2 separate regions of the Oryctolagus cuniculus genome follow, and region 1 is linked to region 2. The links are chromatin contacts, called in public Micro-C maps. All regions are on one chromosome and are shown on one strand. The core of a region is the stretch at or near the end of the contact, and the rest is flanking DNA. Distances in the headings are between cores, read along the strand shown.

Region 1 (6,156 bases), core at 969-3,468, 37 kb after region 2:
GTGGAATAAGCAACTAAAGCACTGCTTACGGCGGGGCCAGAAGCTGGGCTGAGAAGTGAGGACACTGACGGCTGAGCCACCGAAGCCGTCACCTCGGCACGCGGGAGAGGGCTGTAACAGCTGTGGAGCCGTGTCCACACTGAGCTCCTTGAACTCGCGGCACTGCCCCGAGAGGGGCCCAGCAGACCTGAGACTTCCTCGTCTAATGATGTCTCTGCAGTCTTCACAGAGAACAGGTTCCTGGGCACAGCCGAGGCTCCGGGCATGGGCACCGTCTGCTGAGCGCTGGACTCGAGGCGGCCGCGTGTGCCCGTGAGCACGCCCCACACGGGCCCTCCTGGGAGCGTCCTGCAGACACGGAGCAGGTCCAGACCTGCACCTCCCGCCCCGGGCAGCACTCCCTGTTGCTGTGTGAAGTGAGTGTCTCGCACAGCCCACACTTCGAGCGAAGCACATTACACACACCCCGAGTACCTGCCCGGCAAGTGCGCAAAAATTCAAGTATGACCAGTCGTACGATTCAAGGATTTATTAATTCATACATGCAAAACATACTGCTAATTGCATTAGCAAAAGATCAATGTAAAAACACTCCACAACTCTGCAACTGTCGATTTAGAAAATGTTGTTCTAGTGGTTGAAAGTTCCAACACTGTGTTCTCGCCAGTGAGTGAGGCTGTACAGAACGTCGTCAGCACTAGCACAGTTTACAGAACCTCAGAGACCCGAGAGAACCTTGTTAGGGCGAAGCCACGACAGGAAGCGCGTGTCCGTGGGGGCGCGGTGGGGGTCAGTGTTAGTGTCGGGGATGTTAGAAGGGTCGTGGTTTACGGGAATCTAAAATCTCTTAAAAACTGCAAAGCTGCAACACATGATCTTTACACCTAGTAACTGGAGAACTAAGAGCGCTGACTCAGCTTCGGATAAAGTAACGTGAAAACAGGAATGCACTTGCACTAATCTACGAGAAAGCTCCCAGCGCATCATCAGAAAGACGTTATCATACAAGGAGGCATATTGCTCATGAAGTAGGGCTCTAGAAGAAAAGCACTTCCTAAGTCGGCAACTACGGGAATGGCCAGTTCAGAGATGAACGGACGCCCGACCTGGGAGGATGGCAGGTGTGGGAGGAAGGCTGGAGGGACAGATAACAGACCTCTTTCCGCAGCTCCTGGGGACAGGACTCGCCCTCACGTGCTGGCCTGTGACCCCGAGCTCAGGCACTCCGTGCACGCCTCCGTATCCCGTCAAAATCCTGTCTGCATCCTGTGACACTGCCTCCACCCCCCCCCCAGCGCGCACACAACTAAGCAGAGGCTCCGTGAGTTCTGTCAGCATCTCGGCGGAAGCTGGCCGGCTGTTTCCGGAAAACTCACTAGGAAATCAAAGCGCTCCGGAGTTGAGCTGGGACGTGCGGTGCGGTGTCAGGCAGGGAACGGGCTGACAAACGGCTGCTGGGAAGTGGCCACTTGTCAGCGGGGGGCTGTCCTGCTTTGTGTCATCCGAACACGGCCGCGCACGCAGCCGCACCGCTAACTCCGGGAGCTACACTGGTCTTTCAACCGCTTAGTGCTTAGTGTTCTCAGCACAACAATGCAACTTAGTGTGAGAAGGTATTTTGGCAACTCTTACTCTGAGCAAGAACAGGGGCTTTTGAAAAATAAGGCTTTAAGAAGGCTTGTCATTTTAGGGCTAAATTTTAATAGAAGGTGAGTCTGAACTCTTAACATTTAAAACAAAAACCTTAAAATTACTGATTGGTTCAAAACGGTTTTATGGAAAAATTAATCTGTAACAAAAACTTGGCATTGAGTGCGAAGGCTCCACCGTTTCCGAGCAAAGCGTACAAAGGTCGAGGGCCAGGGCCGGGGGGCGCGGCGCTCACAGCAGCAGGCACTTCCTCTTCCTCTTCTTGACGGGGGGCGGGCAGAGGACCGCTCGGATCGCCTCGTCGAACACTGTCTTGAGGCCTCGCTGCGTGAGGGCCGAGCACTCCAGGTATTTCACAGCACCTGCGGGAGAGACAGCCACATGGCAACACTGGCGGAGGCACAGCCGGCACGGCCTGGCACGGCCTGACGCGGCTTCCCGCCGAGTGCGCCGCACCCCGAGAGGACCAGCGCCCTCTGCGTTCCCGGAGCGGACTCCTCAGAATCGCTGCGGGGCAGACGGCCAAGACGATTTCCTACCGATCTCCTTGGCCATGGCCAAGCCCTGCGGGTAGGTGATGGGTGTCAGCTTCTTCTCCTTCAGTTTCTCAATCGTGTCTTTATCATCCCGAAGATCCAGTTTCGTTCCCACGAGGATGATGGGCGTGTTGGGACAATGGTGTCGCACTTCAGGGTACCACTAGACCGGAAGAAAGGACACACAGGTTACACCCAACAGGGGTCACTGCCCAGCCCCCACCTGAGGCGCCCTGCCCCAGTCTTCACGTAGGCCTTCAAGAACCACAAGGGACACCCACAGGTGTCAGATTAGCAAGCAATGACAGCCCCCACCCCAGCGAATTGACCCCACAGAAAGGCCCCCGGCTCAAGGAACGGTCGTTTCTGGTCGAGCAGACTAAGTTCCAGGGTCATCCCAGAAACCCACCTCCTGCTCGGGGCCGAGCGGCCCACACCGAGCCTCGGCTCTGCTGCCCTCGGTGAACGGCAAAGCCCCCACGTACCTTCGCTCGGACATTTTCAAACGACGCAGGACTCACAAGGGAAAAGCAAATCAAGAAGACGTCCTATGTAAAAGGAAACAGACATTCAGAAACCAGGTCTGAAAGTGCTGAACGCGCTTTGTGGGATCGAGCCTCAGACACGGGCGCGCGTCTGGGACCAGCACCCATGTCGGGAGCTCGCCCTGCCGCGGCCCTGCAGCTGGCAGGCGGCTTCCAGACCAGAGCCAGTACTGTGAGGAGGGGCGCACAGGGAGCACCTGAGGCCAAGGGAACCCCTTTGACGGTATCTGTCAGAAACAGCAAAAATCAACATGCTGGAACTACCCGCGCGCCCGTGAAGCGCGGCTGCCTGGGCTGGGCACGGAGCCCAGGGGCTGCGCTGCTGGCTGGGCTGCCCACACCCAGAGCAGGTGCCTCATCCAGCCGGGCTCCGCTCCTGTGTGTGCCGCTTCCTGCTAACTCACACCCGGGCGGCAGCGAATGACAACAGCCCAAGTGCTTGGGTTCCTGGCTCCGCCAGCCACTGTGGGCATTTGGGGAAGTGACCCAGCAGAGGGGAGATGTCTGTGCCCCCATACCAAGCAGCCTTTCAATTTCACAAAGACACAATTTAGAAATTTTTCTCAATAGAAGTATCTGAACACAGTATAGCTTCCAGTTAGCTCCCCATTTGCATGCTAGATCCAGTCACTTCAGATGCTCACTGGGCTCCAGCTGAGCTCCTGCTCAGGGACCTCTTGTCCCTCACTCCCTGGCACTAAGTGGCGGCTCGGTGCTTGCCACCCGAGCCCTGTCCAGGAGGCTGGGGCCCTGGGGATGTGGCGGGTAAGGCCACTCGCACAGGCCCAGTGGGCCCCGGGCTGCAACCAGGCAGCTGCAGCAAAGGCAGGGCTCCCAGGACAGGGGCGGGACCCAGGCTTGCAGACAGCGCCTGACTAGATGCTAAGTGCCGCTCTCCCTCCCAGCCTGCACTGTGTGCAAGCTCAAGTTTGTGCCTGTCTAAAAAATGCAGAGTTCCTACACTGCCAGGTGTAAGAAAGCATCTTCCTGGAAAAGGCAACTCTGCTGCTCTGTGAAGTGGACACAAGTCCCAGGCTAGCACCTGAAATTCCCCAGGGGCGCGCTCGTGCCTGCACGGGAACAAACACATCCCACACAGCAGCCTCTGATACAGGGCGTTCTGAACGCCGGCGCATGCACAAGCTCGTCCAGCAGTCACCACAGCACCCGGCACCCACGGCAAGCACGGTTGGGTTAGCTCAGCAGCCCTGCCCAGCCGCCTGGACACCACAGTGCAGAGAGGAGGCCCTGGCAGCGGTTAGTCCTGCTCCGGTTAGCGCGCAGCCTGTGAGCCGGCGGCTTCTCCAGGCCAGCGCCGACAGAGGCCCTGACGCGCACCCTGCTTCCTCCTGCCTCGGAGGAGGGCAGAGAGCAGCCGGGGAACTGCTGGGGTTCCCACTGGTGGGCGCCAGCGCGTGCTAACGGAGCTCATTCGTCAAGCACAAGCCCAACCTTGAGTGAATCGAATAGAAAACACGCAAGGAACGCGAGGCTCGGCAGGAGATCCGAGGGAAACTGAGTGAAACAGAACAGGGAAAGCTGAGACTCAAGTCGACTGAAAGGGTTACATACGGCAATCGGCTTGTCTCTGCCCCTGGACGTAATGTCCTTACCATACGTTTCTCCAACCTAGTAATGCACGAGAATTTTGTTTGAGTTTTGTACAAACTGGGGAAAATAAAAATTAACAGAACCTGTTATTTACCCTTTATCAGAGTTTTGTCTCTACCCACCTGAAGGATCCCAAATGTACCATAATGTAACACCTCTGATGCCAAATGCTACCAATCACGCCATGACACCCCGAGAATGGCGAAGGCTGACGCTGGCAGACACTGGCGCTCCTTGGAGCTGTGGGCGGCACACTGCAGGATGTAACCACGCCACCGAGCCAGAGCGCTCCCAGGTGCAGACACAGCCCCGTGGGGGGCACAGCAGAGAGGCCTGGCTGTGCGGCCGCCCACCAGCAAAGGCTCTCCCAGAACACAGCCCGGCTGAGCGGACATCTCAGTGCCACGTCACCATGAGGTCCTTGTGCACACTTGGCTCCTGTCCACTTCCAGCCTTGGGGGTGCGGTTTGCATCTGGGGACGCTAAGACCCCTCCCCCCCGCCTCGTGGCAGATCTGCACGGGGCTGTCCCTCGGAGAGTGACAACACTGCCAGGACTGACCACACTGTCAACTCATTTTTAGTTTCAATACATATGAACAGCCTTGCTCTTCCAACACAGCGCCCTGGAATCCTTTTAAGAAAACGGGGATTTGTTATTTGAAATTCATCTCACGTTTCTCTGATTTATAATTTGACAAGCATGTTAGTTTCTGTAATTCCTCAGGTTTAACCTGTGACCACTCTTGTTCTGGTGCCAAATCTTAGCTGACGCAGGCTTGTTAGTGATCAGTCACGCACGGCTCCTACACCCCCCCAGCCAGGGCGGCGCAGAGTGCAGCAGGTGGCTGATCTCGGTCTCTTCGCCTTTCAAAAAAATCCAAGTGAGAATCCTCGGTCACACTCGACTCTGAAGACACACGCACACCAGAAGCCGGGCGGCTCCTCGTGCCACCTGCCTGCTGCTGTCTGTCCTCCTTCCCCCACCCGAACACAGCGTCCGTGCCCCAAGACCCAGCCTCTGGCGTCAGCTCTTGCCGACCTCTGCGGTCCTGCCGCCTCGGGACGGGGAGGTGGGCTGGCTGACCCTGGCCGAGAGCCTCTGCCTTCCCTGTCCTCACTCAGCACCGCGGGTCACGCACAGCCACAGGCCCACCCTCCCTGACCACGCCACTTTCTGCTTTGCCGCCCGCTGCGCCTTTCAGGGACGTGGCAGCTCTGCTGACGTCCCGACTCCTGTGTCCCCGTCACCACCCAGGAACCCAGCGGCACGCTCGCCACGCGTCCCGACAGCCGGGCTCACCCCCACAGCACCCTCACTTTCTCTTTCATGGATCTTCTTCCACATGCCGCCTGCCTGCCTCTCACTGTTAGGCTTGGATTTCTTTCTTTTAAATTACAGGGGCTGCAGGCACTGGGGAAAGGGCTAGTTTTATAGAGAGAGCAAAGGCAGAACCCAAGGAGGCTGGGCATGCATCAGCGTGGAGCTCAGCCACAAGATGCAGCCCTGGCGGCCAGAACCGGCCCGCACCCACAGCCACAGCCACAGCGGCGCCCGCGGAGTAAAGCAGGCACGTGGCATGCTCGAGTCCGATGAAGCAGAAATGAGGCCAGGACACAACACACCAACAAGACCAGAGCACCTGCACCCGCGCACCCAGGAGCAGCAGGTGCCGGCTCCAGTGGCTGGGTCACTGGCACCCACGTGGTTCTCCACCTAACCCAGCCCCGGCTGCTGCAGGCATTTGGAAAATGCTGTATTTGCAAGTCACAGTTAGAGGAAGCGGGAGAGACAGAGGGAGAGATCTATTTGTG
Region 2 (6,708 bases), core at 2,463-4,962:
TGTCTTGGAAGAATACTTTGTAATTTTCAAATATTGAAATTAACCTGAAAACGAGCAAACAGGGCTGTCGAGGATCTTTTTTTCCTCAAAACCTGGAAGGTTTTTGGCTGTGTTTCAAGTAAGTTTAAAAAAAAAAAAAATAGGTACCAGGGGTTGCATAAGCTATTTGGCCCATATGCAGCCCTAGACTTGATTCCCCACTCTGGCTCCTGACTCCAGCTTCCTGCTGATGTGGACCCTGGCAGGCAGAGGTGTTGGCTCAGGTAGTCGGGCTCCTGCCTTCAGCCTCCACCACAGTAGGCATTTAGGGGAGCGACTCAGTAGATGGGAGCTGTGACTCTTGCCTCTTAAAAACAATGACAATCTGAGGAGGGACTCTGAAAGCTCACGGAGAAGACATCTGTCAATTTCAAAACTTGTTGACATCAAAAATAATTTAAGTCTATGTTCCACAAACTCCTTTAAAAAACCCAAAAATTTGTTTGAAAGGCAGAATGAGAAAAGGAGTGACAGACGGGTCTTTTATCCACTGGTTCACTCCCTAAATGGTTACAACAGCCAGGTCTGGCCCAGGCCAAACCAGGAGCCTGAAACTCCATCCAGGTTTCCCATGTGGGTGTCAGGGGCTCATACAGTATTCTCAAGTATACACAAAAGTACAACAGTGGGGCTGGCGCTGTGGTACAGCGGGTTAGCCCTGGCCGGCAGTGCCAGCATACCATATGGGCGCCAGTTCGAGACCTGTTTGCTCCACTTCCAATCCAGCTCTGCTATGCCCTGGGAAAGCAGCAGAAGATGGCCCAAGTCCTTAGGCCTCTGCACCCACATGGGAGACCTGGAAGAAGCTCCTGGCTCCTGGCTTTAGATCAGCCCAGCTCCGGCCGTTGCGGCCTGTTGGGAAGTGAGCCAGCGGATAGAAGACTTCTCTCTCTCTCCTCTCTCTCCTCTCTCTCTCTCTCTCTCTCTTTTTGACAGGCAGAGTAGACAGTGAGAGAGAGAGACAGAGAGAAAGGTCTTCCTTTTGCCGTTGGTTCAGCCTCCAATGGCCGCTACGGCTGGCGCACAGCACTGATCCGAAGCCAGGAGCCAGGTGCTTCTCCTGGTCTCCCATGCGGGTGCAGGGCCCAAGCACTTGGGCCATCTTCCACTGCCCTCCTGGGCCACAGCAGAGAGCTGTGAGGGGCAACCGGGAGTAGAACCCGGTGTGCCGGCACTGCAGGTGGAGGATTAGCCTATTGAGTCACGGCACCGACCTCTGCCTCTCCTCTCTCTGTGTAACTCTGACTTTCAAATAAATAAATAAATCTTAAAAAAAAAAAAAAAAGTACTACAGTGAGATGACCTCCACTTTTTGAGAACATCCTAAATTTTTCACCCATAAAGGCTACAATATGTATTTTTAACTGATGATGCACCAACAAAATTAGTAATTGTTAGATACAAGCTAACATTTAGCCCTGTTCAAGTTTTCCTGGTTGTGTCAGAAAAAGATCTTTTTATGGTTTGTCCATCTGAGTCACATCCACACAAGGTCTGCACATTGCATGTTGTTAGTGTCACAGTTTTCACTTTATTTGAGAGACAGATCTATGTACTGGCTCACTCCCCAGATACCCACAGCATCCAGGCTGGGCCAGGCCAAAGCTGGGAGCCTAGAATTCAATCTAGGTCTCTCTCATGGGTAGCAGAGACCCAAGCAGTTGAGCCGTCACCTGATGCCAGCCAGGGTGTGCATTATCAGGAAGCTGGGTGGCAGGTGCTCAGTGCTTTACCACTGGACCAAATGCCCACTCCCATATGCCTTTAAATTGTGGCTATTTTTACAATCAGGACTGGGGCCCGTGCTGTGGCACCTGCAGTGCCGGCATTCCATATGGGTGCCGGTTCGAGTCCTGGCTGCTCCACTTCCAATCCAGCTCTCTGCTGTGGCCTGGGAAAGCAGTGGAAGATGGCCCAAGTCCTTGGGCCCTTGTACCTGCATGAGAGACTCAGAAGAAGCTCCTGGCTTCGGATCAGCCCAGCTCCGGTCATTGTGGCCGTCTGGGGAGTGAACAAGTGGGTGGAAGACCTCTCACTCTCTACCTCTCTGTAACTCTGCCTTTTTTTTTGACAGGTAGAGTGGACAGTGAGAGAGAGAAAGGTCTTACTTTTTCTGTTGGTTCACTCCCCAATGGCTGCTGTGGCCGGTGCACTGCAGCCAGCACACTGCGCTGATCCGAAGCCAGGAGCCAGGTGCTTCCTCCTGGTCTCCCATGCGGGTGCAGGGCCCAAGGACTTGGGCCATCCTCCACTGCACTCTCGGGCCACAGCAGAGAGCTGGACTGGAAGAGGGGCAACCGGGACAGAATCCGGCACCCCGACCGGGATTGGAACCTGGGGTGCCGGCGCCGCAGGTGGAGGATTAGTCTAGTGAGCCGTGGTGCCGGCCAACTCTTCCTTTCAAATAAATAAACCTTAAAAAAAAAAAAAAGCTACAGAATTTCTGAGAAAGCTCTCATCAGCCAGTACAGTTCAGCTCTATGTCACAGGTAACTGACACAACTAGTGGTCTTGCTTTTGCTGGGCTCCTGTCTCCTTACCAGCTGAAGCTGTTGGCCGTGTACCAGGTGCAGCTAGTAGTCACTGGTTGGGAGCTGCGTGAGCTCTCTGCGCCCAGGCTGCCTATCCTGTTCCATCTCTTAATTCAGTTCCCACTGTACAGGTGAGGAACCAGGCTTAGCCTAGATCAAGTACCTTGCCCAACGTCGGATTTTCCAAACTGTACCCATGTTTCAGGCACCAGGCCGAGTCTCCTCCCCAGCCGGAGTGCGTGAGAGTCTGACCACCATCTGACTCTCCAGCAGCCAGCCCGGGCTTTGCAAACCCTGCAGAAGCCCAGCTAATGCTGTTTAGTGATGGACATTGGAGAACGCACCAGAGGATCAGGATGAAGCCCAAAACGAGGATAGACAGCTGGGGGGGGTGGGGCGCTTGCCTCAGGAGGTGCTGACTTTGGGACTTGGGTGTGGGGGCACCGGCGCGGGGTGGTGTCTCATCTCCAGAATCCTCATCAAGCCCTTGGCTGCACACGCGTTCACCCGCAGACCTGGCACCCTTAAACCCGTCCCGTGGGGCTGCCCTCTGCCTTCCCTCTTCTCACCCTGGGCAACTGCCCTCCAACGCCCAGCCCCCCAAGTCTCTCCACCTAGCTCTCCACGTTTGTTTCCCAAAGTCCGGTGTTCTAGAGGTGCCTAGAACCCGAGCTGTGACGTGCACAGCAAGGCAAGAGGATGCACAGGGCGCCTGGGCTCCGGGGGTGGGAGGTAACAGGCTTGGAGGAACTGGGGGGTCCCGGAAGGCCCCTGGAGGCAGGGACCCCGGAGCTGAGGTCCGAATGAAGAGAGCGCGCGAGTGAGCTGCAGGCAGGGAGTGAGGCGGCTCGGACCGGGGCCGGGGGCAGTGCAGGTGCCCAGACGTGGGGTGACCCTGCCCCACCAGACACTGAGTTCCAGGAGCGAACGCAGGGCACAGGCTTGGAGGCGCGGGAACCCGGGCGTGAGACCCAGACCCGTCAATAATGGCCTGGTGAGTCCTTATCTATGAACTGGAAGTATCACTGGGACTTTTTTTTTTTTTTATCACAGCCGCACACCTGCGATAAAACCAGCCTGAGGCATCTGACCCAGCGGCTATGCGCAAGCGCAGACAGCGCCGCTGCCAGCGGTAGCAACGGCATGCGGCTCAGTGCGCATGCGTCGGTCTCGGCCTCCGCAAAGAGCATGCGCCGAGCCCCGCCCTCGCGTGCGCCTGCGCCTGCGCCTGCGCGGGGTCGCGGGTCAATTTGCCGGCCGAGTCCAGAGGGCTCCGGGGCAGCCGGGTCTGGGGAGCGGCGCGAGGGGCCGGCCCGAGGCCGGGCGTTCGGACCCGAGCCATGCCCGGGATGGTGCTCTTCGGTCGGCGCTGGGCCATCGCCAGCGACGACCTGGTGTTCCCAGGGTTCTTGGAGCTGTTGCTGCGAGTGCTGTGGTGAGCGCGGCGGCTCTGCGGGCGGCCGGACGCGTGAGGGGCGAGACGGGGATGGAAGTCGCGAGCGGTCACGGAGGGGCCGGCGCCGGCCGTGCCCGCGTCACGGGTGGCGAATCGGAGGGGGTCGGTGGTGCCCGGGGCTGGGGGTCCGGGCTGCGGGGCGCCGAGCCTGGGGGCCGTGGGAGCCGCGAGGCGGTCAGCGCCGGCCGCAAGCCGTGGACGGTGGCCTCGAGCGGGGGGCAGCCGCTTCTCGCGGGGAGGGGGCCCTGTGTGCCGGCCGGACGTTGACGGAGCCCTTCTGGGGCCGCTGGTGGTCGCACTTAGTGAGCGGCACCGGGGGCAGAAGCTGTGTTCCCGGAGAGGAGAAAAAATAAATAAAAATTTTTAAAAAATTTATAAAAAAAACCAGAAGTGCTGGGAGCTGCGTCCCGGGAGTTGCGCGGTTGCCAGGGCTGTGAATTTCTGAGGTCACTTCCCCATTCTTGCTTCTGGGTCCAGGGGCCCGGGGTTGTACCCCACCGGAGAGTTATCTGATCCACTTCCGCTTCTGCAGGGCTGTGGGCTTGAGCCCTTTCGCTTTTTTCTTTAAAAAAAAAAAATTTATTTATTTGAGTTACACAGAGAAGGAGAGGCAGAGAGAGAGGTCTTCCATCCGCTGGTTCACTCCCCAATTGGCCGCAACGGCCGGAGCTGAGCCGATCCAAAGCCAGGAGCCAGGAGCTTCTTCTGGGTCTGCACGTGGGTGCAGGGACCCAAGGACTTGGCCATCTTCCACTGCTTTCCCAGGCCACAGCAGAGAGCTGGATTGGAAGAGGAGCAGCCTGGGCTCGAACTGGGGCCCTGGGTTTGATCCCTGTCGCCTGCCCTGCATGAGGCAGCTCTGCAGCCGCGGTGCCCTGGAGAGCTTAACCAGTGCCCCGTGGGGCATCTTGAGAAACCTGCTCCGGGTGCTCTGGGGTTTGAATTACACAGCTGCAGACCACAAGGAGTGGGTGTCAGTTTCTTGTTAATCCAGCCAGTGAAAGTCTCTGGCTAAGAATTTAGCAAGTACGTTGGAGGACTTCAGACTTCACTGGGGGGGGGGGGTTATTTTGGTGCAGAAAATGTTGAACTCCCTGCATGGGGTGGGTGTTCTTTAAAAAGGTCACAGAAAAAGGTGTATTCTGGAAAAAAGTATGCCTGGATTTCACTGTTTTTGCACCAAAATAAACATCTTTTAATTTCATTTGTCCACGAACCTTTTGAAGTATCTGTGTTGTTCACCTGTTCTGTATATCTGAGTCATGGTGGGCCTGTCTCCCCCCACCTTTTAATTTGGGATGGACCGGGCCCTCACCTGCTGATTCATACCCCGAGTGCCTAAAATGGCCAGAGCTGGGCTGAGGGTGAAGCACTCCGTCTCGCGCCCGAGTGGCGGGAACCCACTTTCGTGAGCCATCCCTTGCTTTCTCCCAGGGCCTGTGTTAATGGGAGGAGCTGGGATTGAACCCGGGTTCTGTGATGTGGGCCTCGAGGTCTTAACTGGCATCAGCTGTCCCCACGGTGCAGCTGGTTTCCAGAAGCTCAGCTTATGTTTGATTCCTCACGGCTTTCAGGCCGCTTGTGAGTTGTAGCAGGTGTGGGAGCAGAACGATGACAGAAGTAGCAGAAGTATAAAACTTAGTAAAAAAAAAAAAAAAAAAGTCATGCCTTGAGTTGACTTTGACTGATGAACGTGATATATCCAAATGCACCTCACCTGGTTTCGAAGGTGTGACGGCCTTGCGTGTCTGTATCGTGTTGTGGCAAGCAGCTGGCCGGCTTCCGTGGCTCACGGGCCCTGCCTGTCTCCCCGCAGGTGGATCGGCATTCTGATGCTGTACGTCATGCACAGAGGGAAGCTGGACTGTGCCGGGGGCGTCCTTCTCAGCAGTTACCTGATCGTGCTCATCGTGCTCCTGGCGGTCATCATCTGCACCGTGCTGGCCATCGTGTGCGTCAGCATGAGGGGTGAGGCGCCGCCTGGGCCACACGGCACCCTTCTCTTCTGTTCAGCAGCTTTGAGATGCAGTGTGCATTCTAATAGGATCGACCCATTTTGAGAGTGTATAATTCGATGTTTATTTTTAAAGTTTATTTTTTGAGAGTTCTCCTCCGCTGGTTCACTCCCCATGGGCCCCCACTGACTTGTAGCTGGGACTGAATTCTGGAGCCAGGAATTCAGTCCGCATCTTCCGTGTGGGTGGCAAGAACCCAGCCACTTGCTGCCTGCCGGGGTCTGCGTGGGCAGGAAACTCGAGCTGATACTAAACCCAGGCCCTCCAGTATGAGGTGTGGCGTCTTACCCAGCTGCTTAACTGCTGGCCCAGGAGCCTGCCCTGTGATTCGGTGGTTTTTAAAGCAGATTCAGAGTTGTGCAGCCATCCCATCATCTCAGGACGTGTCCATCATCCCCAGAAGCCCTGTACCTGTGAGCACTGACTCTTCACTCCCCCGACTCAAGTGCTGGCCCTGCTCACCTGGTTACTGTCTCTCGGCCTTCCTGGACATCGGATTTGTAGAGTTAACCATTATGTGGCCTTTTGCCCTTTTTTTTTTTTTAAGATGTATTTTTTGGGGTTGGCGCTATGTTGTAGTGGGCTAAGCCTCTGCCTACGGCGCTGGCGTCTCACATGGGCACCAGTTCTAGTCCTGGCTGCTCTCTGCTATGGCCTGGGAAAGCAG

Evidence for each region. A called contact is a pair of places that touch in the nucleus more often than the background predicts.
Region 1: a Micro-C map of ear pinna shows a contact between it and region 2, with 2.0 times the contacts expected there. The contact joins the enhancer-like site here to the promoter of DAGLB in region 2. A contact is called at or near these places in 2 of 6 Hi-C or Micro-C datasets (ear pinna and skin fibroblasts).

The regions. Positions count from the first base shown.
Region 1 is chr19:40,048,768-40,054,923 of mOryCun1.1, forward strand. RAC1 (Rac family small GTPase 1) reads right to left here. Exons shown (of 6, transcript XM_051839076.2): 4 at 2,672-2,734; 5 at 2,190-2,349; 6 at 518-2,012. The coding sequence ends at 1,882. Among named protein-coding and RNA genes, the nearest start is that of RAC1, 27 kb to the right of the region's middle. Within about 2 kb of position 2,219, at least 2 of the 8 cell types and tissues checked have an H3K27ac peak or open chromatin away from gene starts, as enhancers often do. A contact at or near this core is called in ear pinna, where this site is marked.
Region 2 is chr19:40,010,130-40,016,837 of mOryCun1.1, forward strand. It overlaps DAGLB (diacylglycerol lipase beta), which reads left to right and starts at 3,713. Exons shown (of 14, transcript XM_051839071.2): 1 at 3,713-4,005. The coding sequence starts at 3,714.